Linked DNA regions of Mus musculus: region 2 is linked to region 1. The links are chromatin contacts, called in public Hi-C maps. All regions are on one chromosome and are shown on one strand. The core of a region is the stretch at or near the end of the contact, and the rest is flanking DNA. Distances in the headings are between cores, read along the strand shown.

Evidence for each region. A called contact is a pair of places that touch in the nucleus more often than the background predicts.
Region 2: a Hi-C map of cerebellar granule neurons shows a contact between it and region 1, with 2.7 times the contacts expected there. The contact joins two enhancer-like sites. A contact is called at or near these places in 5 of 484 Hi-C or Micro-C datasets (cerebellar granule neurons, cerebellum and liver) and 3 of 115 datasets of contacts at active chromatin or transcription factors (cardiomyocytes, hepatocytes and kidney).

Annotation. Positions count from the first base shown.
Region 1 is chr4:100,216,354-100,220,665 of GRCm38.p6, forward strand. The region is part of intron 1 of Ror1 (receptor tyrosine kinase-like orphan receptor 1); the gene reads left to right. Among named protein-coding and RNA genes, the nearest start is that of Gm12701, 99 kb to the left of the region's middle. Within about 2 kb of position 2,903, at least 39 of the 459 cell types and tissues checked have an H3K27ac peak or open chromatin away from gene starts, as enhancers often do. A contact at or near this core is called in cerebellar granule neurons and cerebellum, where this site is marked.
Region 2 is chr4:100,370,122-100,374,478 of GRCm38.p6, forward strand. The region is part of intron 4 of Ror1 (receptor tyrosine kinase-like orphan receptor 1); the gene reads left to right. Among named protein-coding and RNA genes, the nearest start is that of Gm35760, 21 kb to the right of the region's middle. Within about 2 kb of position 2,855, at least 8 of the 459 cell types and tissues checked have an H3K27ac peak or open chromatin away from gene starts, as enhancers often do. A contact at or near this core is called in cerebellar granule neurons and cerebellum, where this site is marked.

The DNA of each region.
Region 1 (4,312 bases), core at 1,653-4,152:
CATTAATGGGCAATCTCAAAGAAATACATGATATAGATAGACCCTGACCTGATGGAAGTTTTTAGTATATTTGCAAAATTAAATAGACAAAAATTAAATATCAAAATAACATCTAGCTGCCAAATAAGGGGAGTATTGGCGGGAGGTAGAGACCCCCAGCACACCTGGGGTTGCAGCATTGGCAGTGGGGAGGGAACCTGCATCCTATGACAGAGCAATGGAAAGCTTCCTGCTTGTCAGGGTGAAGTCAAGGAGGAAGCTGGCTTTGATGGGAACGAGCAAGGCAAAGGCAAGGAGAGGTGGTTAGCAAGAGAAGCTCATTAAGATCTAAGGCTCTCTTTGAACCTAAAGTGTCTGTCTTTGTGGACTGATCAAGCTTGTCTGTCAGGCCCTTGTCCACCACCATGATTCATTAGCCTGTCTCCCTTATCATCATATCAAAAGTAAGACAAGAGGCAGACACAGATAGGAGGAAGTACTTTGCTTCTTGCTACTATGCCAAACATAGTTTACATACCACAGCCAGTGACCTGTCAACCCACCTCTCCTGGACACTTAATCATTTCCCTGGAATCCTCTGGAATAATTTCTCTATGCGTTAGTATATGCTTCGGAGTGTAGTCTTCTTCCTTCCCTTCAACTAGCCGACCTTCTCACGGAGTTCCAAGGTGGCCCAGGCTATGTATGACCTCTTAAAGTCAAAGTGCACCAGCATGAATTCAGCTCCTCCACACCCTGTTAATAGGGCACTTAGTACAGGCCCGGCGCTTGGTATCTGTCTGGCACTATTCTCTATTTTTTTCCATGTATAAATTCAGCTAACTCTCCAGAGGAAAGAAACAGTAGGAACAAGGGGAGACTTTATGAACGTACCAATTTATTAGATAATTTATCTTCAGTTCCTCCTATAAATATTTATTGAAGACTACTGTATGCCAGGCACCAGGACTCAGTCCTGGCAGAATTCCTGAGTAGACAATCAAAGACTGAAGCAATTCAGTAATCATAACCAAGCAGCCAGTATGGATATTTTATCAGCATCTCACATTCTGAATTGACTACTCAACACACCTTGTGTTCATGAGAGCAGTACTATATTCAATTTGGATGCACAAGAGGCTCTCCTGAGAATCATGCAGTGATGCCTTATCTGGGTTGGCTGTGCTATGGTAGAGCTCGAGAGTCTGCATTTCTAACATGTTCTCTGGGGGTGGTGATGCTGTATTCTCATGTGAGCCCTTGGAGTGTCAAGGTGTAAGGGAACCAATGAATGACAAAGGCAACCCAAGGACAATTGCAAGAAGAGATGGTAGCTTGCACACCACAAAGGCAGCAGGCCTCAGCTTAGCAGGGTCCTCACAGTCACCCTCACCACCTTACGTACCCAGTGACTGGTTCATCGAAGCCCAGTGGCACTCCCAGCATTCCTTCAAGGAGCAGTGCCAGCTGTCTCCTTTAGAATGTGATTTATGCGGTATAGCAGAGACAAGTGGTAGACCAGAGGCCAGGGCGCATTTGGAGACTGTGCGTTATGAAAGCCATAGGCAGTCTGTGTCTGGGTTTCCCCACTAGCAAAACAAAACTGGTAGCTTGTGTTCTGTCTGCTCCAGAGTGGGAGAACTCTATCTATCCCAGTGGTGGCAGATGAGAGGGACACGCAAAGGCTTCTGGGGGAAACAGAAAAGCTACAAAGGAAGCTGCTAGGGGAGGGGGATGAAGCCTTGTGAGTTACTACTGTATGTTTGTCCAAGGGGTCGCAGGTTGTGTGATCATAGACTATTCTATATTCATGAATTGTGAAGACTTTCTAGGGAAGCTAAGCTGCAGATCTTTCTAGAACAAGCCAGCTCAGCTCCAAATTTCCCTAGACCCTGTTTGATAGCTAGAAAGCTATCGTGTCTTTTCCCTCTTTGTGCTGAACCTACTAAGACTGAGGGGAGATCAAGCTGGGGTTGAGGCTCAGTGGTAGAGCATTTGAGAGGCTCTGGATTTGAACAGCAGCACTTAAGTAACGATAACAATAACTATTGCTGTTATTATAGGAGTCTGTTGAAAAGGGAAATTAGAGAGGGGGGTAATATTTATTACTTCCTGCAATATATTTTATATAATCTTTATAACACTCTTAGGAAGAAATGGGGCACCTATAGCTTGGGGATGCTCACTTGCATCAGTTTCTTTTTGAAAGGGGGGGGATCCCTTTCAATGGCATAGCTCCCAAATTGTGCTTGCTAAACTCTTATAGGTCTGTGACACCAACAGCTCATTGTGTACAGGTTATTCCAGGACCAGATTCCAGTTTAGGATGAAGCCAAGAGTTTCTTGGTTACACACATCTCTTTGCAAGTGAAAGAATTGTTTCAGAAGTCTTTGGTTTTAAATGTGTTGACTTTCATAAAGAACTCTACAGCTCGCTTCCCCTAGGAACAGAGAAGACCTGCAGCAGGAGACAGCAAGTTTGCTCTCGTTCTTAGTATTGGTGGGAGTGGTAAAGAGGGGCTTTTGTTGAGTGGTTTCCATGTGCTTGAAAGTATGTGAAGCCCTCATACTTTCTGTGAGGATCTGTGCAATCCTCACAGCCCTGAGTCTGTGGTTTTGTTGCCTGCATTTCAGATGAGAGGAAGTTGGATACTTAGCATAGGTCCATCACCTCCAAACGGACCAGATGGACTTCAGTTCTGTTCTTCAAGCCACACTATTTATATTTGCTCCCATGAAGTCCCACAGACTATGATGACCATCTGGCTTTAGAAATTAGCAGTGGCCTGCAGAGGAAAAGAACTACTCAAACTAATAACAACAATAATGAAAGTGATTGCCAACTTCCTCTGCTGTGCGTAAGGCTTCCTTAGCCAAGACCTGTCATATCTCATCATGTCACAGGCTGTGTGAGATCACGGGGCTCAAAAAACCCTGGGCAACTGACGGAATAACACAGATTACATATGACACCTGCCCTTTGGAGTCCCAGCATGCCAGAGCAATTCCACTTTGCTCAGAGCACATTTGATTTATAGACCAAGTGTTGAGATTCCCCAAAGTCTCACTGTGACGTATAGAAAAGGTGAAGAGCACAACCCTGCTGGCTGGGATGAGCTACATTCTGGCATGGCAGTGCTCCCTCTCAGGGCTGAGGGGTAGTCAACCCAAAGCTGACAAATCTACAATCAAAGAGTTCAGTCTAAGCCATCCTCATGCCTCCCTTCCCTCTGTCACTTAGGGTTTATCAACAAATTCTGTCACTGTGCTTGAAATTTCACTTAGACGTACTGCCTGCTTTGTCTAAGCCAGCCTTTCCTCAAGGCTGGATGACTGTACTGGTTTGCTGCTGGTCTCCTGTGGCGGCGTCTGTAAGAACAAGATGCTTCACCCCACCTACCCCCTCACATTCTCCTGTGGTTTCCCACTGCACATAGCATCTATCTATAGCTCTTACCATAGAACGTCTGATTGGTCTCTGCCCACTTCCCTACCTTCACAGATGCCTCTGGTGCTCTGGGTCATGGAACACCAGCTATGACAACCTTCTTTCTGTTCCTTGATTTGCTGAAGCCACAGACCCAAGGACCTTTCTCCTTTGCCTGTAATGCTCTCCTCAGTTCATTGCAAGGCTGGAAATAACTTGTCATTTCCAGAGGTCCCCATCTTCTCTGTGAGAAGTCACCACATATCCTTCTAATTTTGCCCTATTTTTATTTCCCCCAACCCTCTCCAGATCTTTCCTGTCTCCTTAACCACTCATCTTTCTGTTCTTACTCTTGCTCAGATTTTCATTTTTGTGTTTTTAAAATTTTATTCTGCATTCACCAGTTCCCGATTTTCATGTTTGTCTGTGTATAGCTTGTCTCCCCTGCACTGAAAAACCAAGTCCATGACTCTGCTCATGGGTACCTCTCTGTTGCCTAGCAAAGTATATCCACGAGGCACTAAGTAAACATGGATTAGATAACTGAATGAACGCTCCCCTGACCATAAGTTATTTTAAGGTAAAAATAAGAATAAGCGAGTATTTTAGTTACTATTTTATTGATTGAAGAGACACCACAACCAAGGCAGCATATAAAAGGAAGCATTTAATCAGGGACTTGCTTACAGTTTTAGGAAGGTTAGTTCATGATCATGGTACGAAGCATGGTAAGCAGGCAGGCATGGCAATGGAACAATAGGTAAGAGATAAGATCCTGATCCGCAAGACGGAGACTACGAGACTGGGCCTCCTGTGGGCTTTTAAAAGCCCACCTCAATGACATGTCTCTCCAACAAGGCCACACTTCCTAATCCTTCCTGGTCTGTCTACAAACTGGGGACAAAA
Region 2 (4,357 bases), core at 1,605-4,104, 150 kb after region 1:
GTGAGGAAGGCTGGAGTAGCTAACGTGCTACACACTTTTCTGAAACCCTGAGAGATTCATGGTACTTACCTTGGGGTCTGTCCTAAGTGGATGGCATGATAGAAGAGGGCAAACCTATATAAACCAAGCCGGGCTAATCCAGCATCTTTACTGGAAGAAGAATAAATATTCTGGTTGAACTCTGAACAGAAAGAAAGAAATAAAACAGAAAAGATATGACTAGTCCTAAGTTTCAGCACAAGATGAATGAAAAACAGAAATAAGAAGGAAAGGGAGAAGGACATGATTATTCCTAGATATGGTGGAGGAGGTTTGTCGCAGATATAAAGGAGAGAGCATAGCTAGAAGCAGGGACATCTGGGAGACATCCAGAGAGGACATGATCCTGAACCATATGAGGAGGGGGGAAGGGAGAGGGGAGAACAGCTGCCTACCAAGAGGGGTAGCCTGGGCTAATAGACTGGATGAGAGGGTAGTAGCCTGAAGAGGCAGGTAACCAAATGGCTGGATTGTATATAGGGAAGGACAGGTGAGGGGATGGAAGCCTAGCCCAATATCGGGGCTGGAGAAGTTTAGGGTAGGGGCTGGGTATACCAGCCATACCTTGTAATAGGTAGGGACTGAGGGAAGCAGGTAGAATATTGTTCTTTTTTGCCGTTGTCTGCTCTGATGTGTTAAATAGGCATCTCGGCCATTTGTCCTGGGTTTGGGACCTAACAAACTCTTTTTAGCTGCATTACATTTTTAAGCCTCTGCTAGAAAAGCTACCCAGAAAAAAGTCTAAAATCACTCTACTGCCGCAAACATGCCTTCCAGCATATATGATTTTGGTATAGAAATTATCTGTTCATGGTCTTCATCTCCAGGAGAAATGGGGGACTTTCTTTTGTCATGTTGACCTACATGTGCATTCCTCATCAACAAAATGAATCCTTCCATCCTCTTCCTACGTGTTCAATACCAGACAAAGCACACAGACCAGGCCTGTTTCCTGGTGAAGACATTCTCCCAAGGCTCTTCCCTCTCTGCTGGAGCTCATGAAAGAGATGCAGATTTTCACAGCTTCTCCACTAGGCAGGTGTCTTAGTAAGAGTGGCTGCTTAGGGTAGCTCTGAACTCAGAACTGCCCTGCCACACTGGGCAGCCAGAAACCATTATCTGTGCAAAGCACAGGTCCACTTAGAGACTCTGTGATGTCAGGCCATTTCCTAGGCTGCACTAACCATCCTTGTGAGAGCACGTACTTGGCTGTCTCCTGGACATGTTGAATGAGTCTGTTGTCAACTGTGGCTCTACATCTGACTGTTTGTTCATTTGCTTGTTTGTTTTTGTTTTTCCTGCTGCCCTAAGACAGATGACTTAATGGGCTGAGAGAATCCAGGCTGCTACCGGCTCTGGAGGCAGCTCACGTCCCTTAAGGGCTGTCTTTAGGGCCTTGTGGTTTAGAGCAAGAAACATCCATCCCAGAGTCAGCATCTCAATAGGCATTGTTTTTAAAATGCTCTGTAATTTCTCAAGCATCAAATCTATCCCCCTTCCATCCCTGATGTTTCTGTTTATAAAACAGATCAAAGAAGAGAAGAGATAGGGAGAATTCTATCAAATTCTACAGCTTTGTAGTATGCTGCAGCTTTCTCTTTCCTGGGGTTTTGGGTTTCTGTCCTACTGGCTATATTTCCAAATCCAGTTTCTGAAGGTCACACATGTGGGTTCTGGACACCTTTCCATAATTACTTGCCTCTTTTACATATGCACCATACAGGCCTGGTATTGTGACAGGCCTCCAAACCAGCCCTTTCAGCCTTCTTTGCTTACACAAAAACATGGTTCTAAAATCCCCTTGCATGCACTAAAGATGTAGTATTCAGAGATCTGTGGTGGGCCTGTTGACTTTCTCTCTCCTGAACAGAAAATATGAACTATGCATATTCACAACAAATTAGCTAGGGATACCAAATTCAATGAGACAATATAAAATATATACCAATAATAGTATAATATATAAATTAGGATATTAAGCATTCATGTAATGTGCAATAAAAAATTCTGAATTCCAACTACAAAAAGCCATTGAAAATAAATCCTTCAACTATTATGTGAAGAGAAGCCAAATACAAGGAATATAAATTACATAGCTGAGTAATTAAGATGTTAAAAAAGAAATCCTCAATACTGTAAAAGATTAACATAAAACCACAGAACTTCAAATAATGGTTACCTTTTGAAGGAAACCAGTAGAAGAACTATTGATACTTTGGGGGCTCGATATTCTTTAATGAGGTCACATGGATATAATCACTTAGTGAAAGTTCATTAAGTGCTACCATTTGCACTTAATGATATATATTTATCATTTATATATCTATATTATTCTTAAACTGTAAAAGCTTATGTCCAAATGCCTAACTTATTAGTAAATAGGCACAAAACTTGTTTCTTCTGAGTCACAGAATGTATATCAAATAGGAAATTGAATTTAACATTCTTAAGACTTGAACAAAATCAAACAGGCAGCATCTAGTTCAGTACAAAATATTCTGCCAAGACCAAGACCAAGTAAAGTGGTAGGCTATCTAATTCACGCAAGTTATAACTGGATAAGCCAGGATTAGGCTCTATATATGTTAGCTGTGTTAACAAAGATATTTTAAATAAGCTTCTTATGCTAGATAGCAGTTAACTCTGAAGTGCAGTTTTGTACAAGGAACAAAGGGTTTGTAAGATAAATAAACAAAGAGAACAGCGCAGTCAGTGTCTGCAGAAAAACCATCTGATGATAGCACTCTGAACGATAAAATCCCTCCAGACCGTCCGAGAGTTGGCCATCTGGTTTGCTTTCTGAGAATTCTGGCAAAATTACATATGGCTAGGGATCTCCCCAGGCTGTATTTGAAAAGAGCCGTGGTGATAATGGGGACCTGTGATGGTGATGTGACCACTGCTGGCAACAACACCAGCGTTTGAATAGAATGCCGGTTGCCTCCGTTAGCTAAATTGGCTTCCTAGCTGCTAAATTACCACAAACTGAATGTCTAAAACAGATTTCCTACCTCAACGTGAGAAGGACGTCAAGATGAGCGTCACTGAAGTAAATGCAAGAACCCTTCAAGAGGCTCCAGAACAAAGAGAATCCATTTCTGTGCCTTTCCCACTGCATTCCTTGGCTGGCGATTCTCTTCCAACTTCAGTCCATGTATTGACATTTTGCCTCTCCCTCTCCACTTCTTAAAGGGTGCTCATGATTAAATTAGAACTACCCACATAATCCATGATCACAGATGGCCAAGCCTCATCCCATGGGCAACCATAAATTCCCCTTGCCATCTACTGTAGTCTAGTCAGAGGCTCTAGGCATTATACTGTGCACATCTTTAGGAGTATTTCCTGTTTGCTACAGAGTTGCATTTAAGTGTTTTTAAAGTATGTTTGCTTAAACTTTCTTCGTTCAGCCTCAAGACGTTGCTTGACTTAGCATGAAGTTTGTTTGTTTGTTTTTGTTTTTCGAGGTGTAGAGATAATCTTTTTCAGAGGGGTTGGGGATAAAATGTGAGATGAAGCCAATTACCTACATTCCCAGAGCTGGTAAAGGAAGAGCCAGGAATAGTGGTCAGGTTCTCAGACCCCTGTCTGTGTCCTCGTTCAGTGGAAAACTTTATTCTAAACCCAGACCCTCTTGTGGCTGAGCTATATGGGCAATGTGAGAATTCAAGTGGTTTTTGTTTCAAAGGTTAAAGCATTCAAGATAGGAAAATTGGCAGGTGGTGGATACTAATTGCTACTCTGTGACCCAGTGTTTGCCAAGCCCTCCAGTTCTCCTTCAGTTGTCACAATTGCTCTGCCTTACTCTCCCCTACACTCACCCCTCAGGCTGCCTCACACTCTCCTCTTTCCCACTCTAGGATGCCTCGGACCTTTAAGATTGATTCTGAAGAAGTGTAGGGTGGAGTAGGATGGGGCACTCCAGAGCAATGATAAAATACAGTTCAAGCCCTTGAATCCCGGGCTGTGTGAGCATGCTGGGCGGGGAACGACACAGTCCTGATCATCAGCATCCAATGCCTCTGCCATCAGACAGGCTCTCTGCTTGCTTGTCCCCTAATCCTCTTGAAACTGAAGAGGGGATTTGAGATTCTATTTATGTAACTCAAGGAGTCTAAACTTCTGTTTTTTCAGGGCTAAGTAGAAAGGGGTGGTCCTGACCTTCCCCAGAGTCTGGTCAGAGTCTGGTCACTAAGACACTTTTAGTTGGGTCTGTTCCACCACCACCACCACCACCACCGCCACCACCACCACCACCACCACCACCCATACCTGTTTTGATTCTCAAGGGTATGGATCTCAAGTATAAAGGGGACGG